Linked DNA regions of Macaca mulatta: region 2 is linked to region 1. A link is a contact called in public Hi-C data. All regions are on one chromosome and are shown on one strand. The core of a region is the stretch at or near the end of the contact, and the rest is flanking DNA. Distances in the headings are between cores, read along the strand shown.

What was found. A called contact is a pair of places that touch in the nucleus more often than the background predicts.
Region 2: a Hi-C map of fetal cortex germinal zone shows a contact between it and region 1, with 2.6 times the contacts expected there. The contact joins the promoter of ANAPC4 here to the promoter of PI4K2B in region 1. A contact is called at or near these places in 2 of 14 Hi-C or Micro-C datasets (CD4 T cells and fetal cortex germinal zone).

What each region holds. Positions count from the first base shown.
Region 1 is chr5:24,261,722-24,266,711 of T2T-MMU8v2.0, forward strand. PI4K2B (phosphatidylinositol 4-kinase type 2 beta) reads left to right here and starts at 1,613. Exons shown (of 10, transcript XM_078003217.1): 1 at 1,613-2,288.
Region 2 is chr5:24,394,080-24,399,153 of T2T-MMU8v2.0, forward strand. ANAPC4 (anaphase promoting complex subunit 4) reads left to right here and starts at 1,589. Exons shown (of 29, transcript NM_001266920.1): 1 at 1,589-1,663; 2 at 1,737-1,875; 3 at 4,969-5,074. The coding sequence starts at 1,747. LOC114678266 (a long non-coding RNA gene) reads right to left here and starts at 1,526. Exons shown (of 3, transcript XR_013417797.1): 1 at 1,408-1,526; 2 at 209-284.

The sequences.
Region 1 (4,990 bases), core at 363-2,862:
GAGGGTTGTAGGTGGTGAGGCAAATGGTTACATTTTTGCTAGACTTTAAGTAGTGCCCAGTAACTCTATGCTATGCTTAAGGTGAACATTCAAAGAAAATGGAGTGAAGGAAGTTAATTATGCAGATATCTCAGGTGAAGGAATGATTGATCTTATCCTTGTTCTGCATCTGGGAAGATAAACTTGTAATTGAAATCATCCATGTGAAATTTAACAGACTTTAATTGTACCCGTTTGATTTAGGTTGCAGACTTAAAGTTATACAATTGACATGTCCTTGTTTTATGGAAGGATATACATCTTGAAAGGTTTAATGGCCGGTAAAGAATTCACTATTATTAATTTGTTGAGGACAGTCATCCTGAGACTGAGATACATAAGGCTTGTTTTGCATTTTGAGGAGGGTCTGGCTAACGTATAAAGTTTTAATACAATGATGGGAAGTAACCGCTATCCATTTGGGAAAAGGATTGTAGTGCTGGGTGACTTCAGTCTCCAGGCTTAAATCTCCCCCTGACATAACAAGTTGAGGGTGGGGGATGGTTCTGAGATTTTTATTTTCCTTTACAGGGTCAAAGAGGAAATCATAAAGGAAGTTAAAAACTATTTTCTGCTGAAGGAAAATGAAAGCACAGTAGCAGGCCAGGCAAGGTGGCTTATGCTTGTAATCCCAGAATTTTGGGATGCTGAAGCAGGACAACTACTTGAGACCAGGAGCTCAAGACCAACCTGGGCAACAGTGAGACCCCATCTCTACAAAAAATTTAAATTTAAAAATTAACAGGGTGTGATCATGCACGCCTGCAGTTCCAGCTACTGTGTCTTCTACAGTTTAAAGGTGGGAGGATCCCTTGAGTTCAGGAGGTTGAGGCTGCAGTGAGCTATGATTGTGTCACTGCACTCCAGCCTGGATAACACAGCGAGACCGTCTCAACAACAACAACAACAACAAAAAACGGAGAATGCAGCTAAAGCAGTGCTTAGAGGGCAATTTATAGCCTTAAATCCTTGCATTGGAAAAGCAGATAGATTTAGAATCAATAATCTTCTACTCTAAGTAACTAGAAAAAGAAGAGGAAATCAAACTTCAAGTGAGGAATAAAGAGCAAAATAAGGCAACGGACTAGAAAACAGAAAATCAATGGAACCAAAACATGATATTCTGAAAAGATTTAAAAATTGATAAATTTCTACCTAGATTAGTAAGAAAAAAAAAAGAACATACAAACCCTCCTGGACGTCCAGTGGAGGAAAGAAATGTCGCACAATTAAATCTATTGTTATAGATTATGGTAAACTCTAAGAGAGAATTCTGTCGCGGAGGGGCCGATTTTGGTTGCAAGAGGGAACCTCTTTGGAAACTACTCAGCTTCCCGCCCTCCACTGGGAGTAAAGCGAGCTGTGCCCAGCTTCTCTCCGCACTCACGGAGGCAGGTGGCGGCCCCGCCCCACCTGCCCCCTCAAAAGCCCCGCCCTCTGTTCACTCCCACGCGCGCCGCCGCCGCCGCCGCCGCCGCCGCCGCCTGCCACGGCCCTTCTGCGCAGGCGCGGGGGAGGCGCCCGGCGGAGGCGCGAAATGGGGCGAGGCCGGCGGCGGGGCGGGGCAACCGCTGGGCGGGCGCCAAGCGGGCGCCAAGCGGGCCCGTGCGCTGGTGAGGTGGCGTCCGTTCCACCCGGTTGCTCCCGTTCCCCGCCATGCAGAGCCCAGTCTCGGGCACCTGGCTGCTGTGATCTGGTCTCAGCGCGGAGGGAGCAGAGGGAGTCCATGGAGGATCCCTCCGAGCCCGACCGGCTGGCGTCCGCGGACAGCGGGAGCCCGGAGGAGGAGGAGGATGGGGAGCGGGAGCCGCTGCTATCGCGGATCGCCTGGGCCCACCCGCGGAGAGGCGCCCCAGGCAGCGCCGTGAGGCTGCTGGACGCCGCCGGGGAGGAGGGCGCGGCCGGCGACGAGGAGCTGCCGCTCCCGCCCGGGAACGTGGGGGTCTCCCGGAGTTCGCCCGCCGACCTGGACCGGAGCCGCCCCGCGGTTTCAGGTGCGACCCGGCCCTGCCCTACTCCCCGCGCCCCTCCAGGCGGCTGCGCTTGTCGCCCGGCTCTGTCCTGTCTCCCGCGCGCGCTAGCCGAGGTGGACGGGCTTTCCCCGATCGCTGGGCAGCGGCTCCCAAGTTCGGACCGGGGCCAGCCGCAGACGCACCGCGTGCGCTTCGCCTGCTCGCTCTGTCTCGGGGAACTTGCTCTCCGAAGGCCAGTGGCTGTCATTAAACCGATTCTTTAGACCTCCCCGCAAAGTGAGTCTAAACTTCTAGAATCAGACACTGGGGAGAGGTTAACGCTGTAAAATGACGTCAGTCCTTGCTCAAGTTTGGACTTGACTTTGAATTAAGAACCTTGAACTCTCAGGAAAGTTCCTGGAGTGGTGAATTTGCGAAGTGGATGACAGGAGAGAGATGGACAACCAGAATATCCAGTTGCCACTGGGGCACGTTTTAAAACCTTTTTCCATTAAATGTTGTTATTGTGACGTTAGCCACAGGGGGCAAAAAGCAGTTGAAAGTCTGTTCCTGCCCTCTTACAGTTTAGTTTCTCTTTCTTGATTTACTTCTAATACGTAAGAAAACGAAACGAAAAACCTCTTTTCGCTATTAAGTGGACTGATACCCTCAGGTGAAACAGGGCAATTGAAACGATGTTGAACGTTAGTTAAATTTAGGTATGCTGTGCAGGCCTGGATATTTGTTAATAAAGTGAGATTTTTCTGGCGTGTTGAGTGGAGTTAGACTAATGTAATGGAAATAGCAGACTTGTAAGACTCTCAGCTAGAGGTGAGACAGATTTGTTTGTAAAAAGGCGATGGTAACACCTCCCTGCTGGTTGTGAGGATGGATTAAATGAGATGTTGTGCACCCCGTTGGTTTATTGCTTCACACATGACAGCTTAAAAGCCACAGAAAATGGAAGTTTCTTTAACACTGCTTAGTTTTTTTGGAGTTGTTAGATTTTAAATGTACTGTTAGTGGTACACTAATGTGTCCTCTACAGTTTAAAGAATTTTGGATAGAATCGGTCATTCAAGTTATAGCTGGAAGTTACATTCAGGCATATTCTAGAGTAAATAAATCAGAGAAGCCCAAGGGGAGCCGTTTGTCTGATGGTTTAAGCTTTAACCAAAGTCTGCTCCCGTTATAATGTTTGCTGATGGATGCATTATCGTTTAACCAGATAACGTGAAGCTCGAACCAGATCACAAACGGGCCTGCATTCGCCTAGCTACATTGGCAATTTGGGCATATATTACTTAGAATTTAATCTGTAAAATAGCTAGCTTGCCTTTTTCCGCCCCTTACCTTGTGTAAGCTACCTTGTGTACCTGGATTTTTAAAAGAGCCTAAAGCCTTCAAAATGCACTTATTCTGTGAAAGTGAGGTATTTTATAAACAAACAGTATTAAGGCTAGAAAAAAATCAAAGCGAGAGGCCAACGAGATGGCAGTCCTGTAATCCCATCCCAGCCTTTTGGGAGATCTAGGCAGGAGAATAGCTTGGGGCTGGAAGTTCAAGACCCACCTGGGCAGCATAGTGAGATCCCTATCTCTATTAAGAATAAATCAACAAAAACAAAAAGTCAAAGTGAGGATATAGTGTTAGAATGCAAATGGATTCTTAGAATTCCTACCTTTTTTAAAGGTAGTATCTTACTTATATCACAGCTTACAATTTGCTAAGATCTTTTTTAAAAAGTATTTTATTCTCCACTGCACTCCAGCCTGGCTCTGTCTTGAGACAGAGCAAGACTCTGTCTCAAAACATAAATAAATAAATAAGTAAATAAATAAATAAAAATTTTTTATTCTCTGCCGGGTGCCATGGCTCGCGCCTGTAATCCCAGCACTTTGGAAGGCCTAGGTGGGTGGATCATTTGAGGTCAGGAGTTTGAGACCAGCCTGGCCAACATGGTGAAACCCCACCTCTACTAAAAATACAAAAATTAGCCAGGCATAGTGGCGGGCGCTTGTAATTCCAGCTACTCGGGAGGCTGAGGCAGGAGAATCGCTGCTGAATCTGAGAGGTGGAGGTTGCAGTGAGCAGAGATGGCTCCACTGCACTATAGCCTAGGCGACAGAGTGAGACTTTGTCTCAAAAAAAAAAAAAAAAAAATTATTCTCACAACAGCACAGCAAGTTAGTTGTTATTCACCCTTATTCTCGTTATGAGGATTCAGAATTAATAAACTGGTAATGACTGGTAGCTCGTAGGACTTCAGAGTAAATGGTTTGCCTGAAGTCAGATACCCAGGAAGTGATAAATCACCCAGGAAGTGATAAAACAGAAAAAAGCCTAGTTCTTTTTTCATGTTCTGCCCTTTTTCCATTTTGCCGTGGGTCCACAAGTGTTATAAAATAATTGTGTCTCTGGTTATTTTGGAGGTTTTTACCTTTATTGGGACTTTAAAATAGTTTCTGTGAAAACTTTAAAAAAATTTTAAAGACTAAAATGTTCATGATTGAGTAATTTAACTCGATTTTTAAGCTTAGTTATTTTTTAAGTGACTCCATTAACTTCATTTGTCCTTTACCATCTGATTTCCATGAAACTACCTCACTAGTTCCAAGAAATTATTGCCTTTAGGTTAATATGAACATCATTTATGATGCTTAACTCTTGTTCATATAAGCAAGAGGTTTATGTACTTTAACCAGTGGAAGAATGTCATGTCTGTTATCTTTAACAAGGCATTTAACAAAATCTACAAACAGCATAAACCATAGTGTTGTTGGATCAGTGTCAAAGTGGAAGGATTAGTGCGTTCCTTGTTCTAGTTATTTTAATCAGTGAATTGGGTAGTAATGATAGCTAATGCCTACATAGCAGTTAATATGTGCTAGGGATACTTCTATATGCTTCATATATATTAATTCATAACCAACCCTGTGATGTGAGTACTGTTTTTTTTGGGGGGGGGCAGTGGGTGGCAGTGGGGGGACAGAGCTTCA
Region 2 (5,074 bases), core at 339-2,838, 130 kb after region 1:
CGGTGTTTATGCCTCTGGGAACAGTCATTTTCACGTGCTGTGTGGGTGTTTGTATTCAGGTAAATTCCAGGAAAATGGACACTCAATTTCCATTAGAATATCAAGTGCATAGATACTGGACCCCCACCAGGTGATCCATTATAACCGCCCCAAAACATTAACACCTGAAAATGCGTTTTGTGAAAAACAAAGGCGGATGCATTTTTACCTTAGAAATGTTGATTCTGGAAGAGTTGGGGGCACATGCTAAGTTGTCTGCGGCAAAGGCAAGGGTTGCAAAGCCCCTGAAAGGAAACAGGGTAGGTATAAAGTCAAAGGCTAAGAACAGTACTTGGCACAAAATAGTTACTTGATGCTGAATGAATTAGTCTCCCTCCGTCATCTACTTCCCAGGGGCTAGATCCAGACAAAGGTCTAGAAGATGGGGCCTGTTCAAAGTTAAAGGTCCTGCGGTCTCTTTCTTCTTTGAACAAGTCAAAGGTAGTGAAAAGTAGACTTTCTACCAGAGGGTTTAAGAACCCTAGGATGACACTGTCACATTCTCTTAGGGAGGTCATAGCTGTGGGAACTGTGAACATGTTGACTCATTTAAATGTGTCCTACATAAAGCAACATCAGATGAATTCTGATGTACAAGTCTGCCAGGCTGACCCGTGAGCCTCTGGGCAGAGTTCCTGTCCCATGCATTCGTGTAGCCTCAGTTCCCCCACATAGTAAATGCCAAGAAGAAATCGTGTATGAGCCTACACTCTCTTCGTTATGATGGGTCTGCAACTATCAATATGTTTTGAGGGTTAAATGGGATGAGGTGTCACAGTATTATTTTCCTGTTAGGGAGGTTTTAGGCAGGCGCCTCTTCTCTCTTCAAACTGGAATCACCCGAAGAGTTTTAGTAAATACTGGGCCCATCCAGGGTTAATTTTCTTCTAATTGGTTTGGGGTGCTGCTTGGAGAGGGGGACTTTTAAAATTCTATACTGACCCACCAGGAATGACATGAGAACTACTTGCTTAGTAACTGTCAGAGGAGGCTCCAGCTGATCAGGACCTAAAGTTCATATTCTTTATCATCTCCCCGTTGTTGCTGAAGCCTCCCCATAAACCCCTAACGTCCCGTCGTCCACAGCAGCGAATTTCCGGGAAAACGGGAAACCTATGCAAGCATGCCCACACACGTGCACAAACGCGTTCCCAAAAGCCCCGCGTGCGGCCCCAGGGGCCCGCCCCGCCCTTCTCGGGCCCTTCTGGGTCCCCGCGCCCAGCGATCCCACCCGCACCTGGGTCTGGGGCTCCGCTCCCTCCCTCTCCGCGGCACTCGGGCTTCCCTGCCCCGCCCACGTGCCCCACCCTCCCTCGCTCCGCCCCTCGCTGCTCCCTGCCCCGCCCACGGGCCCCATCCTATCCCCACCTCGCTCCGCCCCTCGCTGCTCCCTGCCTCGCCCACAGCGCCCGGTCCCCGTCCGCCGGGTCTGGCTCTCAGCCCCGCCAAGCCCGGTGCGCGCCCCGCCCCGCCTCCTCCTCTCGCGAGGCAGTCTCGACGCCGGAAGTGCCTGGAGCGCGCGACAGCGGCGAGGCGGGGCGGTCTGGAAGCTGTGGCGCCCGGCCGGCAGAGGGAGGGGTGAGGTCGCTGGGGCTGTGTTAGTCACCGGTGGGGACTCTTTCAGGTACAGCCGCGGTCGGGGCTCCTCGTGGAGGGCCGGGAGCTTCTGCCGGCCTCTTACTGGGGTGTCGTTGCAGGGCCGTCCCCATGTTGCGTTTTCCGACCTGTTTCCCGTCCTTCCGGGTGGTGGGAGAGAAGCAGCTCCCGCAGGAGATTATTTTCCTGGTCTGGTCGCCCAAGCGGGATCTCATTGCTTTGGCCAACACAGCGGGCGAGGTGAGTGAGCCGGCGGGAGCCCGCGTGTGTTGGGTCTGCTCCCGGGGTCCCAAGAACACCGAGCCCGAGCCTGTTCTTTCGGGCCATAGGCGGCCGTAGTCTCAGTTTCCCCTTCTGCAGACATGGTGGGCCACCTGCTACCCTTGCCTCCCAGGACGGCAGCAAACTTTAAGTATGTATGCGAAAGGTGATGTCTGTGCTATTTTCGGTACTTTCATGGCTAAAGTAACATTTTTCACACAGCTTAACACCGTCACGCAATCCTGCTTCCCCAAGTCGTCTTCAGTCATTGGTTTATTAATTAAATGAACTTTTAAAAAAGCGCACGATGTGCCACTCATGAGCTAGACATAGTGGTAGATCCAGGGACCCTGCCCTAAGTTTGCTTACAGTTTTAATGGCAGAAGGAAGAGTTATTATCAAACTTCAGCTGCAGAAGTGCATGCATGTAGCTGCCACAGAGGATATATTTAAGAATCTGGCTTCTCTTGTCCACGTTTTATACTACGGGTTGGATAACCACCACTAAAAATACCTTTAAATTGGACAAGGAAGGGATGCATTGGATTCCAGAGAGAACGTGCATGAATGTTATCACCATGTCTTGTTCACATTAAATTTCATCGAGTATAAGCCAGTTGTACCCAACTTTCTGCTGAGAGTTACTACCTGCCAGCCATTTTGTAAGGAAACCTTCACCTGTGCATCTTTCCGCCTCTGGCTTGAGAGTTATCTGGCCAGGTGAGAGTTGTATAGAGTCAAATTTGGAAACTAGGTGATAAGGAAATCGTAGCACCCTGCAGACTACAGCACCATGTTATCTGCCATGATCCAGTCGCCGGGGTATTGATGTCTCATTTTTCAGGGCCCTCCATGAAATCTAGTCTCCCTCCACTGCCGGGATGCTTTGAAACTCTGTTGTGGCTCTAGAGAGCAGCAGGTGATACAGCCACAGAAGTAGGAGGGAAGGTAGACAGGAGGCACATCCGTGCAATCAGATGGGTAGGTGTGATAGAGGGCACTATTATATCCATTTTCTCAGTGAAGGAAGAAGCAAGGGTATTGTCTATGGGTGAAGATGGAGAAGAATATATTGGAAGTTTGAGAAAGAAGAGGTATGAAAAAGCTAACAAGGCAGGTGGACTTAGGAAGCCTAATAGGATTGCCTGTCAGTGTTACGAGCCACACAAGATCGGTGTTGTTATTTGAGAGACACTGGTTGAATGAGGTTGTATGTGTCTCTCTCCGTTCTGTTTGGCTGTGTGGGTGCAGGCATCGTTGGGTTTAACCAGGATTGTTGTTTTGCAAGTATGACAAAGCAAGAGAAAGATGAAAGAGAGTTGAAGTTATGTGCAAGGGGAGTGATTGTGTTTCTGAACTTTGGGTTCTAACTTGATGAAGGAGGGAAGCGAAGGCAGGGGAGAGGGACAGTAAATAGGTGGTAGAATCAATAGACTGTATCCTGGTGAGGTCAAAGAATTGGAGTTGAGTATTGTAGAGATGAGCTGTAAAGAGGGGCGGTGGATGGAAAGTGGGAAGTGTGAAATGGAGATTTTGGTGGCCCTGCAGTTGCTGGTAATGACCAGGCCAGGGGTATGACCCTGAGAGTGGCTGAGTGCAGTAGAAGATGTGATCACTGGAGGAGAGGCAATTGAGAGCTAGGGCATCATAGCTCTTGAAATCACCAAAAATGAGGATGAGTGTGTTGCTGAAAGCATAAGGGAGCCAGGTATCCAGATTTTCGAGGAATGAGGGGAATGGCCTAGGGGTCTGTAGAGGACTGCAATTAGAGGGATAGCGGTCGTATGGTGTGATTACATGTGATTCAAAGTTAGGAGATTTTCAAGAAGAGAAGAAATGGCATCAGGCATCAAGGAAGACACCTACTTCATCTCCTGCCCAAGAGTAGCAGTACTAAGGGCTGTGGGATACAAAATGGCCACCACCTAGCAAGGCTGCAGGGAAGCATTGTCCTCAGGTGAGAGGCACATTTCAGAGAAAAGTATGAAGATATTAATTTCATGATGACACCTGACCGTGAGCTATAGAAAGCACAGAGGAAGGGTTTCAGAAGTAAGGAATGGCAGGAATGGTTTCAGAAAAGAGAGGGTCAAGTCCAGGAGATGATGTAACCCGGAGTGAAGGGTGCTGTGATCTGTGAGATAAGGCAGGGTCATGGTGGTGAAGCTGAGTGTGGAGATGGGGAGGGGTCTTGGAGGAGCATGTGCATTTTGTGAAGCCTTTTCTTCCTTACTGTCAGTGGTTGTATAGAAGCTGCTACAGGGGCAGTCATAGAGCTCTTGGGCAACATTTTGATCTTCCAAGGTGGGAATTTACTGGTGTGGAAATGGAGATTTAGAATGGTTAAGTGATTTGTCTAAGATCCATGGCTAGTGAGTGACACAGCTGAAATTAGGTGCCACGTGGACTAATTCCAAGCTTCGTATAATTTGACTATATTACAGCTAGCTACCTTTTTAGTGGTGTTTGTGTTCTTTTATTTCTTTTTTTGGTTGTCACCTTGGACAGCCTTCTTTATAAAAGGTAAGTCTCCCGTTGACATAAAAGATTAGGTACAGGGCCAGGCACAGTGGCTAACATCTGTAATCCCAGCACTTTGGGAGGCCGAGGCAGGTGGATCACCTGAGGTCAGGAGTTCAAGACTAGCCTGGCCAACATAGAGAAACCCCATCTCTACTAAAAATAAAATATTAGCCGGGTGTGGTGGCATATGCATGTAATCCTAGCTACTCGGGAGGATGAGGTAGGAGAATTACTTGAACCCAGGAGGCGGAGGTTGCGGTGAGCTCAGATTACGCCACTGCACTCCAGCCTGGGCAACAGGAGCGAAACTCTGTCTCAAAAAAAAAAAAAAAAAAAAAAAAAAGATTAGGTACAGGATTAAATTAGACCTTGTTTCACCCATTTGTTTTAAAAGACCTTGTGTTCATTCAGACACTGTTGTCTTTTTCTATTCTTCTGATAGCTAAGTGAGAGATGGTCATTTAAAAAATTTTTTAGTAAGGCTCTAAGTTTATTTTATTTTTGGAAATGGATTTTTAATTTCCTGCCATTCTATCTGCTTTGTCTTAGGTTTTACTTCATCGGCTGGCCAGTTTTCATCGAGTTTGGAGTTTTCCGCCAAATGAAAATACAGGAAAGGAGGTGACGTGTCTGGCATGGAGACCAGATGGCAAAC